Linked DNA regions of Mus musculus: all the other regions are linked to region 1. Evidence: chromatin contacts called from public HiCAR-type and promoter capture Hi-C data. All regions are on one chromosome and are shown on one strand. Each heading gives the region's core, a stretch centred on a gene start, on an enhancer-like site or on the middle of the called end of the contact. The rest is flanking DNA. Distances are from core to core; before and after follow the strand shown.

Region 1 (3,096 bases), core at 226-2,725:
GAAATCATCCCCCAGTTTCCCTTTTCCTTCCAAGGCAGGGTCTCATGCAGCCCAGGCTGGCCTTGAACACTCTATGTAGCCAAGGATGACCCTGAGCACCCGATCTTCCTGCCTCCCTGTCCTTAGTGCTGTCATTACAGGTGTTCACTACCACATCTGGTTTCAGGGTGCTGGAGATGGCACCCAGGGTTCCAACAATGGAACCACATCCTGACTAGGGATAAACCAAGCCTAGTGACTATTCTCTTGTTTCAGGACCATACACCATCCAGGTCACTCTGTTTGGCAGGATTTACTTCCAGGTAACACTCAATGTGAGCCATGACTATTCATGGTAAGGAGCATGGTCAGCACCATTTTTGACGTCAGAACTGGGGCCATCACAAGCCAATTCTGTTCAACTGTGCCGTGAGGCAGCCCTGGGGAAAAGCTGTTCAGGTGGTGTTCTTGGCCCAGTGAAAGGAAGTCAGTCAAGGCTGCACGTAGCCATGGCTGGACTTAGTTTCTTACTGGAACTTTTTCTCTTGTATTCCCACCAGGATGACAGATACTGTCACCATTCCTCAGAGAGAAGGCAGGAGGACTTTGGGTTGGAGTCCTGACTTAGATGTGGATCAGTGGTGCTGGTCCTTTGAAGCTCTGGAACAGCTGAACCTTGAATTTTGGAGTCAGACACACCTGGGTTCAAATCTCATCCCTAATACCTGTAGACTGTGACCTTCAGTGCGTGCCGCACCCTCCCTCAGTTTCAAATTCCTCCTCCAGGGACAAAGCACCCATCACGAGTACACTACAGATTTGATACTGCACATGCCAAGCTTGCCACATAGGAAACTACGAGGTCAGGTGTCACCTCCATGCCTCAGTTTCCACTTTTGGAAGACGGGGGTCTCCCCGGAAGAACAGTGTAGAGGTCTGATGTAAAGACACAGAGAGTTGACAGGCGCCAGGACCCCAGGGCAGGCTCTTCCTCAGACTGCAGCCTGCATGTCCCTGTCTGCACCTTGGTCTCCGGCGCCCGCCAGGGTCCCGGCCTGGACTCCCTGGCGGGAGGTGGAGGCCGCTGCGGTTCTCTGTCCAGCCCCGTGACCCTCCCGGATCCTCGGCCCGAGTGGATCCTGAGTCGATCCCTCAGCCCAGCCCCATAGGGGCGCGTCCAGCCCTGGTCACCGGCCGCCCAAGGCCCCGCTACCTATGGTAGAGATGAATGTGGAGTTGAAGGCGTCCTCGGAGAAGCGGAACAGGACACAGGTCTTCCCTACCCCCGAGTCCCCGATCAGCAGCAGCTTGAACAGGTAATCGTAGGTCTTCGCCATATTACACTCTCTCCCCGACGGGAAGTACGGCCGGCGCCTCGCCACTGGTCGCTGGACCCGTCTATCATCTCAGATCCCGCCCCCTATTGGCCCCCTGCCCGCCGCGCATCATCCAGGCCTACGCCCGCCACCCGGAGCCCCGCCTGTCGCAGAGAGCCCAGGGGAAAAAGGCGAAAGCGGCGCAGAGCCGGAAGCAGCCGACTGCACAGCCCATTGGTTGACGCTTGGTATAGGGAGGTTTGTTATTGGCTAGTGCTGGAGAGTCGAGGGTGAGGGCGTCAAATGACCAGCGATGGGTGTGGTCACATCTTGACCCCGCCTTCCCGTGCGCGCCTTCTCCTCAGCCCTTCAGCGTCCAGGCCCTGCCCCCGACAGGAGGGACCCCAACAATTCCGCGCGCTGGTTGATGAGAGAGTGGGAGGGACGGGCTTGGTGAACAGGCGCAAGCGTACTGGGAAGACGGTTGGCTCTGGCAGAGAGCGCACGCGCGCAGAGAACGCCTCGTGTTTCCCGCCTTCTCTGCCTGCGCAGCAGCAGCCGTAGCCGCAGCCGGCGCTGAGGCGAAGCGCAGGAAGTACCTGTGGTAATGCTTCTGAGGAGGATTTTCGGCGGTGCAAAAGTGGCGCGGGTTAAGATGTGCTGCAGACTCGCTCCTCGGCCTTGGCGCCCACCATTGGACTTACTTAGGTGCTGTACAGGCAAGCCGGCCATTGCCGTGAGCGATCCCAGGGCTTCAGCGCCGGTAGGGCTATGTTATCATTTCCAAGTAATGGCAGCGTTTTTTGTTTTGTTTTGTTTTGTTTTCTTTTCTGTGCTTGCGGGTGCTATCTATACTTAAAAATAAGTCAAGGTCCTTCACCCCACACCAGCCCGGCTTGGTAGGTAATCTTTTCCTCGTTTTATGGTAAGTATACTGAAGACAGGTGAAGTGACTTTCCTAGGTTTCAGAGTAGCATTTTTTTTTCCCTTCTGTTTTTTAATATGTTGAGGTGTAGTCCCGGAGTAACGGGAGAACAGTGACAAAATAAAATAAAGCCACATTAAGATAAACATCTGAGGGCTGGAGAGATGGCTCAGCGGTTAAGACTACTCTTCCAGAGGCCTTGAGTTCAATACCCAGCAACCACATGGTGCCTCATAACCATCTGTAATGGAATCCAGTGCCCCCTTTTGGTGTGTCTGAAGACAACTACAGTGTACTCAAATCTTAAAAAGAAAAAAGGAGTGGGGGGGGGTGGATAGATGGCTCAGTGTTTAAGAGCACTTACTGATCTTCCAGAGGTCCTGAATTACATGGTGGCTCACAATCATCAGTAATGAGATCTGATGCCCTCTTCTGGGGTGTCTAAAGACAGCTACAGTGTACTTACATATAATAAATAAATTAAAAAAAAAAAGATCTGAGTTGCTGACTACATGGCTCAGCCAGTAAAGTAAGTCATTTGTTGCTAAATCTGAGGATTGTATTCAATTCCTGGGCATACTTACTGGAAAGAGATCCAACTCCTGCAAGTTGTCCTTTGGAACCTCCACCCCACCCCTAAGATATAAATCTGTGGGAAGCAGCATCAAGATTAACACTAAGGAGCTGGAGAGATGGCTCAGGGTTTAGATCACTGTTTGCTCTTCCAGAGGTCTGGAGTTTGATTCCCAGCAACCACATGGTGGCTTCATATACATTAAAACATAATAAAAATAAGAAAGATCAACACTAGAAATGGCCCTGTGGATAAAGATGCTTGCTGTCAAACCTGATAACAAAAGTTAGATCCTAATGAAG
Region 2 (3,096 bases), core at 364-2,863, 1.5 Mb after region 1:
GGGGACACCCAGCACAGGTGCATCCTGTCCAGTGCCACAGGTAAGAAAAGTGTGGTGTAGGGACAGGCCACCACAACCCCCCACTCCCCTACTGTGTGTGCAGTGGGAGAGAGGAATGAAAGAAGTAATTAGGAATGTCTCCCCAAAATGAAGGAAGAAAAAGCTCAGAGTGAAATGGGCCAGGGCAGACAGGGAGGCTGGAGCTGGGATAGTCACAGGCTTTTGAGTGGAGGAGACATAGCTTTACACAGAGCAGCTGCAGGTGTTATAGCCACCCGTTCTGGAATCCAGTCCCAGCACCTCCCATTAGAGGAGCCAGTTCCAGGAAGGGAAATTCCTTCTCAGCCATCATCCAGACTCTCTGGGATCCAGTGTGTAGATGAGATAGCTAAAGAACCAAGTCTAGGGCTCTGAGTTCAGGAATGTTCAGCTGGGACACTCCTGTACCAGCCTGACCGCAGAGATATGGGAGTGTCTGTGCGCACCTGCATGAGGTGGGTGTCCAGTCCTGGACGCACCTGGCCATCCCTTCAGGAAGGCTCAGGGTACACCCAGTGGGGAGTGCTTACCTAGCATGTGTTAGGCCTAGAGTTCCTGCACCACAAAACCCAGGGTCATTCTGGAGTAAAGGCAGGGTCAGGAGTTCACAGTGATGCATGTATACAAATGGAGTTCAAAGGCAGCCTGGGCTATATGAGACCCTGCCTCACATCCTGACTCAAATGTGGAGTATACACGTGTCCTTTCCATACTCCAGTGACTGAAGCAAGAGGATCAGGAGTTTGAGGTTAGCCTGGATTATGTCAGTTCAGATCAGAAAGCCTAACCAAAAAACAAACCAAATATCCTACCATCAAGAACTGGGGAGATGGGAATATGTGGCTCTCCTCACTTAGGCCAACGCGCCCCTCGACAGAGCAGGGGGAAACCTGGCCTCCTTTACTTGTTTATGCCAGGTCTAAGAGTCCCCAAACTGAGGAGGCCTGAGCCTAAACTAGGAGAAAAAAAAAATCCTTTCTTCCTGAGCAAGACATGCTGTGTGTCCCAGGGAGAGAATCAACCCGCTCTCTGAGCTGGATTTCCAGCCAAAGGCGTGGGCAGCTGAGGTCAGACACCAGATAAGCATCAAGAGGGCAACGAAGCCCACGTGAGCCATTAAGCCCGCCCATTTCCCGGAAACGCAGCTTTCCTATCAATGACGGTGACAAGCCCCGGAAACGATCATAGTCCCTCTTCCGGTCGCAAAAACCGTGTCCATCAAGAGATAAATCCCCAACGGTGACCGTCTGGGGCCCTGGAGGGACACCGGTCACTCCGGCCTCAGTTTCCCCCATCTCTCAGCAGCCCGAAGACCCTGCGCGCGCCCCTCCGCCTCGCGGCCCTCACCATCTTCCCTGCAGCGATAACTTCCGCCGCGGCACAGACACACGCGCTCCCACCGGCGGCCCACCGCGCGCCCCAGACTGAAAAAGACTGGCAGAAACTATGACCAATCAGCGAGCAGCTCAACGGACATCTATCCAATCGGGACGGGCTAGGGCGGTACCTACGGAACAAGACGGACGGCCTCACCGTATTTCTACGGTGGGATTGAGAGGTAGCCGTAAAGTGCGACACTAGAACGACGCAAAAGGCCGCAGCACAAGTTACGCCCACTACGGGGTGTATGTTGGGAAAGGGCGCCTGCGCAGAGGTGCTCTCCTGGATCTGGTTCGGCGCCTAATTCGGCGCCACACTGTGGGCGAAGCTGGCTAATGCATGCGAGTCGCGCGGTGCCTATTTTGCGCTCCTAGCCTTTCATTCTTTGTTTTGTTTTGTTTTGTTTTCGAGACATTGCTTCTCTGTGTAGCTCTGGCTGTTCCTGGAACTCACTCTAGACCAGGCTGGCCTCGAACTCAGAAATCCGCCTGCCTCTGCCCACCAAGTGCTGGGATTAAAGGCGTGCGCCACCACTGCCCAGCTCTAGCCTTCCATTCTTGCCCTTATGGATCTCTTTGTCTTTACCAACTCAAATAGAATCTTTGAACACGAACGGCAGGTCTGGCGTTCCCTGGCGACAGGAAGTGAAAACAAATCTCTGGGATTTTCCTGTTTTGAGATGGGCTTCTGTGGCAGCTGAAGCTAGCCGATCATGAACTTGCATTAGACCCCGACTCGGCTTCTCCACTGCTGGATGGCCACTGTGGGCCATCAAGCTTTAATCCTTGCTTTAAAAAAAATCATTATCATTTTGGGAGGAACATAGTGTTTCTCTGTACATCCCTAGCTGGCCTTGAACACACAATGTAGACCAGGCTGGTATCGACCTTCCAGAGATCCTAGTGAGTGCTGGGATTGCAGGTGTGCACCACCATGGTTTAATGTGTCTTCTTGAGCTACAAATTCAGGTTCTCATGCTTGCCCAGTAGGGGTGCCAAAGAATGATATTCCGGACTCAAATAGTATGAAAACTCAAAGAGTGTCTTATTATGCAGAAGTTGAGCATGCTGGAGTCTCGAATTACCAAAATAGACACCCATGTTAACTTGGAGGTTTGATTTAAAGCACATTAGGAAATTCCGGGGCAGGTGACCTCTATGTTAATCTGTGAGGTCCATCTCTATGGACGTTCCATGGCAGGGCTGCGGGGGCTGGAAACTTACTGGGGAGGTCTGGAAACTGTTGCTTACCCATTGTCCTTGCCTCAGGCCAGGTGGTGGGGCAGCTTCTGAGGCCTGGACTTGTCTGGAATTGGCCAGTTCTTGGAAACAGATTTAGGCCACCTCTCCTTAACTGCCAGTTTGAAGCTTGTCATGAAGTCAGCCTAGCCTTCTCATCAGGAAGCATTTTTACCCATGGAGCCATCTCCTAGCCCTTCTATTTATTTTTATTTTCTTTGGCTACTGGTTATGGAATCAGAGCTCCACCCTGAGCTGTCCCAAGCAGGACAGCTGTTTGACCAAGCTGCTGAAAGGCCCTGGTACAGAATGTTAGCGATGAGTTCACTTGTTGGGATCCTCTGACCCGGGAGACTCCCTTGGCACACTCCCCAGGGCTCTTCTAAGTGATGGAGTGAGACTCCCGCACTAAGACTGCAGCTCAGCGGGAGGGATAGAA
Region 3 (3,096 bases), core at 403-2,902, 1.3 Mb after region 1:
AGGCCGCCTTGTCCTCTCCAGGCTGCGGGCAGGGGGTGCTGCAGCCTGGTTCATAAGGCTGTGAACCTGTGTTCGTTCACACAGCTGGGCTCAGGAGTGAATACGAGCCGCAGTACATCCCATGTCCACCAGGGGGTGCCCGTGTCTACAAATGCCGGGCAGGTTTCCCTGCAGGAGCAATTCTTCCTGTTACATTCCAGAAGGGTCTCCCTATCCCCAGGTACACTGCAGCCCTTGACTCAAAATATCAGAGTCTCCTGGATTTGCTGCCTATGCACGGCAATCCCTTTCTGGATCTGAGGGACTAAGTTCCCCTAGGCCTTATGGAAGTGGAAATTGAGGCACATCCTCCTTGTCCCTTGCCAGGGTCCTTTAGGTTGAATGGGGGTGCCCAATGCGGGGGGGGGGGGAAAGGACCAACACTTCCCTGTCCCCACCAATTCGCATCGCCGGAAACAATGGGCCTGAAAAAAGGTGCCCCAGATAGGTCTGCAGGCGGCAGCGAGTTGATGATTAAGCTGGGAGGTTCTGGCCTAGTGGACACACCTGCGAACCCAGCATCTAAGAGGCTGACACCGGAGTTCCATTGCCTTGAGTTCCCGGGCAGCCTGGGTTACAGTGTGAGATCCTGTCTGAAAACATAAGAAAAAGCCAGGCCGGGCAGGAGAGATGGCTCAGTGGCTAAGAGCACAGACTGCTCTTCCAGAGATCCTGAGTTCAATTCCCAGGAACCACACAGTGGCTCACAGCCATCTGTAATGGCTCTCTTCTGGTGTGTCTGAAGACAGCTACAGTGTACTCATATACATATACAAATAAATAAATCTTTTTTTTTTTAAGTTTAAGAAACAGTCAGGTACTAAGGCAAACGCCTATCAAGTCAGCTCTGGAAGACTGGTGGAGGATGGCAAATTCAACATCGGGCTTGGTTAGAGTACGAGATGCATTGGAGGCTATGTGAGACTTGGCCTCAGAAGAAAATAAAGCTTTCGGGTTCAGAAATCCGATTTGAGCTTTAATTCCAGCACTCGGGAAGCAGTGGCAACCTCGCCTCTATGAGTTCAAGGCCAGCCTGGTCTACACAGTGAGTTCCAGACTAGCCAAGGGAACACAAAACTACTGGCCAATCTTGTAAACAGAAGCAGGGGGACTGTCTCAAGTCCCAGGTAAGTTTGGGCTACATGAGAACCCGTCTCAAAAAGCAACAGAAAAAAAAAATAGTGACAGTTGTCACGCTGGGTGACTAAGACCAGTTTCCCTATTCCTGGGCTTCCTTGTTTGTGTATTTGCGAGACCTAAGGCGGCAGAGCCGCGCTGCAGCACCTCCCACTTAGGCTCCGGTTCAGAACCAAGCAAGGGTTATTTTGTCTGGAGCCTCGTGAGGCCACGCCCCACCGCGCTATTGGTGAAGTTCTTTCCGGTAGGCGAGGCTTTCTCTAACGCCCCGCCCCGCCCCGCCCCTCGATGCTACTGACTTTCTCGCAGGAGCTGATTTTGCCCCCTCAGACCACGCCCTTCACACGCTATTGGCCTGGTCCCTTGTAGGGGGGGGAGCTTTCTATCAGGCCACCGCCCTCGTGGAGCCTTTGGCCTAATTCTCTCAGCAGAACCAGGCTTTTTCAGGCCCCGCCTCCTCAGCGCGCTATTGGTGGAGTCTTCTCCTGAAGGTGTGGCTTTCTCCTCAGGCCATTCCTTCGCCGCGCTATTGGCCTAGTCTTTTCTGGGGTCCCGTTCCCTACTGCTGTGTTTGCGGAGTCTCTTCCGGTAGGTGCGGTCTTCTCCTCAGGCCCCGCCCTCCAACCGTCCTATAAGTGCGACGCAGCTGCGGGTCCCCAGCGGTCTTCCGTCCTGTTGTCCCGCTTGTGTGTGTACGTAGTTCGAGCCCGCTGCGTTCGCAGTCTCTAGCTCTTTCTTTTCGCGGGTTCGAGCACCTGGCCGATCTCTTTTTTGGGTTCGCGACCGTCACCGCAATGCTGTTCGATAAGGTGAAGGCGTTCGTAGTAGAGATAGACGGGGCGCGCACGGGCACCGAGCCCGTGTTCCACGGAGGCCAGGCCGTGGCAGGCCGGGTACTGTTGGAGCTTGCGGGCGCGGCACGCGTGGGCGCGCTCAGGCTGCGCGCTCGGGGCCGCGCGCGCGCGCACTGGACGGAGTCGCGCAGCGCGGGCTCCAGCACTGCTTATACTCAGAGTTACAGCGAGCGCGTGGAAGTCGTGAACCACCGCGCCACGCTGCTCGCGCCAGGTACGGGCTGGGGACCTTTTGGGGCGCACCGAGCATGCGATTCCCAGGCCTACGTCCGCTGAGCCCCGGGTCTTGTTCCTAGACTCGGGGGATATCGCCACGCTTCCCGCTGGACGCCACGAGTTTCCCTTCAGCTTCCAGCTGCCTATGTAAGCCCCACTGTCGCCTTCTGGCTGGGCATCTAGGGTTCCCTCAGCCCTGACTTCTCGGGACATCCCTCTTGTATGCCCTTCACCCCACTATCTCCTGATAGTGATCCTCTGATTACCCACTCTTGCCACCCCAGCTCCCTGGTGACATCCTTCGAGGGCAAACACGGCAGCGTCCGCTATTCCATCAAAGCCACTCTGCACCGGCCATGGGTCCCTGCACGCTGCGCCCGGAAGGTGTTCACTGTCATTGAACCTGTGGACATAAACACACCTGCCCTGCTGGCAAGTGGCTGCCCCATGGGGGTTGGGGTCCAGCCTGGCTGCTTGACACCTTTTAGATTTGAGGGTCTCAAATGACCTCTGTAACAGGGAGCCAGGAGTTAGTGGTGAGTTTAAAACCCACTATAGGTAAGTGCAAATTCTGAGGGTGCTCACCTGCTGTGTGCCTCTGGGAAGGTATCTTGCTCTTTCCCAGCCTCAGATACCCCATTTGGAAAGCAGGATATGATAGGGCTATTTTTGTTTTTGTGTTTGCTTTTGTCTTTACTGGTTTTGGGTTTTGCTTTATTTCTTTTTCTTTTCTTGTTTGTTTTTGTTTTTTGTTTTGTTTTGTTTTGGTTTTTTTGAAACAGGGTTTCTCTGTATAGCCCTGGATGTCCTGGAACTCACTTTGTAGATAAGGCTGGCCTCGAACTCAGAA
Region 4 (3,096 bases), core at 339-2,838, 1.3 Mb after region 1:
GAGCCACAAGCTCTCTACCAACTAAGCTACAAGCACTCTTAGTCCCAGCACCTGCTTTTAAAAGATGCATCTTACTTTGTAGCCCAGGCTGTCTCAGACTCATGATATTCTCCTGCCTCAGCCCCACCACACCCACCCAGTGCTACCACACCAGGTACTGTTCAGCTAATTTTTTCCTGTGATCCTCATACAATTGGAACCTATTCATAGCAACAGAAGTACTGTGTGCTGGGCTCAACAGGAGGCCATCCTCCTCTGGGGTCCGTGCAGTCACTGCAGAGGCTGATCACCTGCAAAAGGCCCAAGAAAGCCAACATTAGCAGTCCACAAACTGAAACACCACGCCGAGAGTTGTGTGCCTTTCCTTTTGTGCTTCTCAAAGTCCACCACACGGACGGGGAGCCAGCTCCGGCTGCTGTTAGGGTGAGGATGGGGCAGCGCCTCTTCCCGCAAAGCCATCTTTCCTGCTCTGCATTCCCGCTCACAGTAATAGACTCCTCGAACTGAACCTTCTGCTTTCTTTCCTACAGGGCCATGCCTGCCATTCCAGCGCCTGGGACAATGAGGCAGGGGGACCAGTTCAGGGTCATTCACGGCTCCAGAAACTCCAAGGATGACCGGATGTGGCAGTAACTGTGTCAGAGATGCACAAAATCCTAAGTATTGCAGACTAAGATGAAGTTAATCGTCAATGAAGCAACAGAAGCATCAAAAAAGAACTAGGGGAGGGGGGAGTAAAGAAAAGCAAAAGATTAAGCAGTGCCAGTCGGCTTCAGCAACAAGGCGGGGGCTGACTCGGGCAGCAGCGGACGCCGAGCAGCTGGGATCTCTCTGTGTAGCCCTGGCTGTCCTGGAACTCACTCTCTGTAGACCAGGTTGGCCTCGAACTCAGAAATCCGCCTGCCTCTGCTTCCCGAGTGCTGGGATTAAAGGCGTGCGCCACCACCGCCCCGCGCCGGCTTGTGATTTATTTAGCAATTCAGTTATGTTCAATTATTTTTGAGATAGTGTCACTTTCGGCCTAGGTCTGCAGTCAGTCCTTCTGCTTCGGGCCCCATAGTGCTGGAATGAATGACACCATGACGGCCATGTCGGTTGCATTTAGTCTAATCCAACTTCTACTCCGTCTGACCCTCAGTTTCCCGACTCAGACAGGGCAAGGGATGTCTTCTCACTTTTGCCCTGAGTTGGAGGAGCCATTGGCCTGACAAAGAGCCCAGAGCAGCCAGGCCCGCACCCCGGGTGGGCCACTGACGCCCCCTGGTGGCACAGCAACCACATCCCGGCCGTCGCCACAGGGCTGGGGCCGGCCTCCCCATCTTTTCTCCGGGCAGCGGCCATCTTGGTGAGGTCACCGTTATGGAGTTTAGCGTTTATCTTCCGTTTTTGTTCACCAATATCTGAGATGGGCCGATAACGTGTTATTCTTGAAAACATTTTGCTTGGAAAGAAGGAGAGCTGGCAACACTGGTTTAGTATTTTGGCTCAGAGAAAAACTCCTACAGACTCTACCAAGATGGCGGCATTCGAGAACGTCATGAGTAGAGCGCCACCGAAAGTTGAGTACGCAGGCGCGGCGACGTCATTGACACGCGACCGAGCCGGTGCCGGGGGAAGAGGTAGGAACGGCTGTGGCGCGGGCGGAGCCGGGTTGCGGGGCACGCTGGGCGGGCGCGGCTCGGCCTGGGGGTCCTGCCGGCGGGAAGGCGGAACTGGAGATGGGGTGCCCGGTGGTGGGTGCTCCCAGCGCGCAGGCGCAGAAGCTCGCGGGGAGTTCAGCCAGTTTCCGGCCCAGGTCGAGCCGGGAGGGCTTCCTGGAGGAGGAGGAGTAGGAGTTTTCTGTCACTTTCCTCCTGCCGCGCGGCCTGGCAGTCATGGGGAACCACGTAGGCACTTTTCGAAGGGGATTATTTAGAGTCCTGGGCTCATTTTGTAGTCTAGGCTGCCTCGAACTCAGTGTAATTCTCCTACTTCAGCATTGCTAAGTGCTGGAATCACAGGCGTGGGCCCACGATGCCCGGCCTCGGACCCTAGGTAGGTCCGGAAACTGAGGTGGTGGTGCGGATCTGATCAGGTCCCTAGTGAGGAGGGTCCTTTGCTGTCCGTGCTCGCGGACTCCTTAATGCCCCCAACTTGCTGATGACGATGGTTTGTTAAATGACATATATACAGTAGACATTCAGTCAGGAAGATTCTGAGTTCCAGGATAGCCTGGGCAAGATACCGAGGCTCTTTCTGGATACAAATGACTCCGGATACCCACTCCACACCCACACACCCACAACGCCACCACCAAATGCCTTAAAGAGAAATTTCCGGTCTGGGAACGTCAGGAGCTCTTGGTCGGCCTTCTCTGGTGCTACACCTGAACTGGTTTCTTTCTTTCTTTCTTTCTTTCTTTCTTTCTTTCTTCCTTTCTTTCTTTCTTTCTTTCTTTCTTTCTTTCTTTCTTTCTTTCTTTCTTTCTTTCTTTCTTTCTTTCTTTCTTTCTTTCTTTCTTTCTTTCTTTCTTTCTTTCTTTCTTTCTTTCTTTCAAGATTTATTTATTATATGTGTGTACACTGTAGCTGTCTTCAGACACTCCAGAAGAGGGCATCAGATTTTTGTTACGGATGGTTGTGAGCCACCATGTGGTTGCTGGGATTTGAACTCAGGACCTTTGGAAGAGCAGTCAGTGCTCTTAACCACTGAGCCATCTCACCAGCACCCTGGTTTGTTTCTTGAGGGATGCTCTGTATGGCCTAGGCTGGCCTGGAGCTTAGAGGTATCCACCTGTCCCAGCGTGGCAGCCATGCCTCTAGTCCCAGCCAGCCTTGCCCTGAAGTTTCAGCAGGAGTTTATTGGGTTAGAAGAGAAACATGAGCCCAGCATAATGCTGCATGCCTGTCATCCTGCTGAGGCAGGAGGATGGAAAGTTTCAGGCTGGGTGTGAGGTCCTGAGGGCAGGGCTGGTGGGTGTATTTGAAGGCTCAAACGAGGCAGGTGTGCCTCTCACAGGGAAGACCTAGTGAGGAGCTTGGGAGTCAGGGACTGTTTGGGGTCCAGCTGGGGTGCCTACCCCATGATACGGGGTCAGAATTCACAGCATCCCTATGA

The links. Promoter capture Hi-C pulls out the DNA fragments that hold promoters and counts their contacts. HiCAR-type assays count read pairs that join an accessible place to other places.
Region 2: a contact with region 1 is called in a promoter capture Hi-C map of pre-B cells, with 3 times the contacts expected there. The contact joins the promoter of Lsm4 here to the promoter of Rab8a in region 1. A contact is called at or near these places in 2 of 39 promoter capture datasets (liver and pre-B cells).
Region 3: a promoter capture Hi-C map of liver shows a contact between it and region 1, with 5 times the contacts expected there. The contact joins the promoter of Arrdc2 here to the promoter of Rab8a in region 1. A contact is called at or near these places in 3 of 39 promoter capture datasets (hippocampal neurons, liver and pre-B cells) and 1 of 115 datasets of contacts at active chromatin or transcription factors (astrocytes).
Region 4: a contact with region 1 is called in a HiCAR-type map of astrocytes, with 4 times the contacts expected there. The contact joins the promoter of Ccdc124 here to the promoter of Rab8a in region 1. A contact is called at or near these places in 1 of 39 promoter capture datasets (pre-B cells) and 2 of 115 datasets of contacts at active chromatin or transcription factors (astrocytes and embryonic hindbrain).

The regions. Positions count from the first base shown.
Region 1 is chr8:72,159,579-72,162,674 of GRCm38.p6, reverse strand. Rab8a (RAB8A, member RAS oncogene family) reads right to left here and starts at 1,475. Exons shown (of 8, transcript NM_023126.2): 1 at 1,193-1,475. The coding sequence starts at 1,316.
Region 2 is chr8:70,671,748-70,674,843 of GRCm38.p6, reverse strand. Lsm4 (LSM4 homolog, U6 small nuclear RNA and mRNA degradation associated) reads right to left here and starts at 1,613. Exons shown (of 5, transcript NM_015816.4): 1 at 1,387-1,613. The coding sequence starts at 1,389.
Region 3 is chr8:70,838,276-70,841,371 of GRCm38.p6, reverse strand. Arrdc2 (arrestin domain containing 2) reads left to right here and starts at 1,652. Exons shown (of 8, transcript NM_027560.1): 1 at 1,652-2,244; 2 at 2,327-2,393; 3 at 2,531-2,678. The coding sequence starts at 1,971.
Region 4 is chr8:70,871,982-70,875,077 of GRCm38.p6, reverse strand. It overlaps Ccdc124 (coiled-coil domain containing 124), which reads left to right and starts at 1,588. Exons shown (of 5, transcript NM_026964.3): 1 at 1,588-1,619.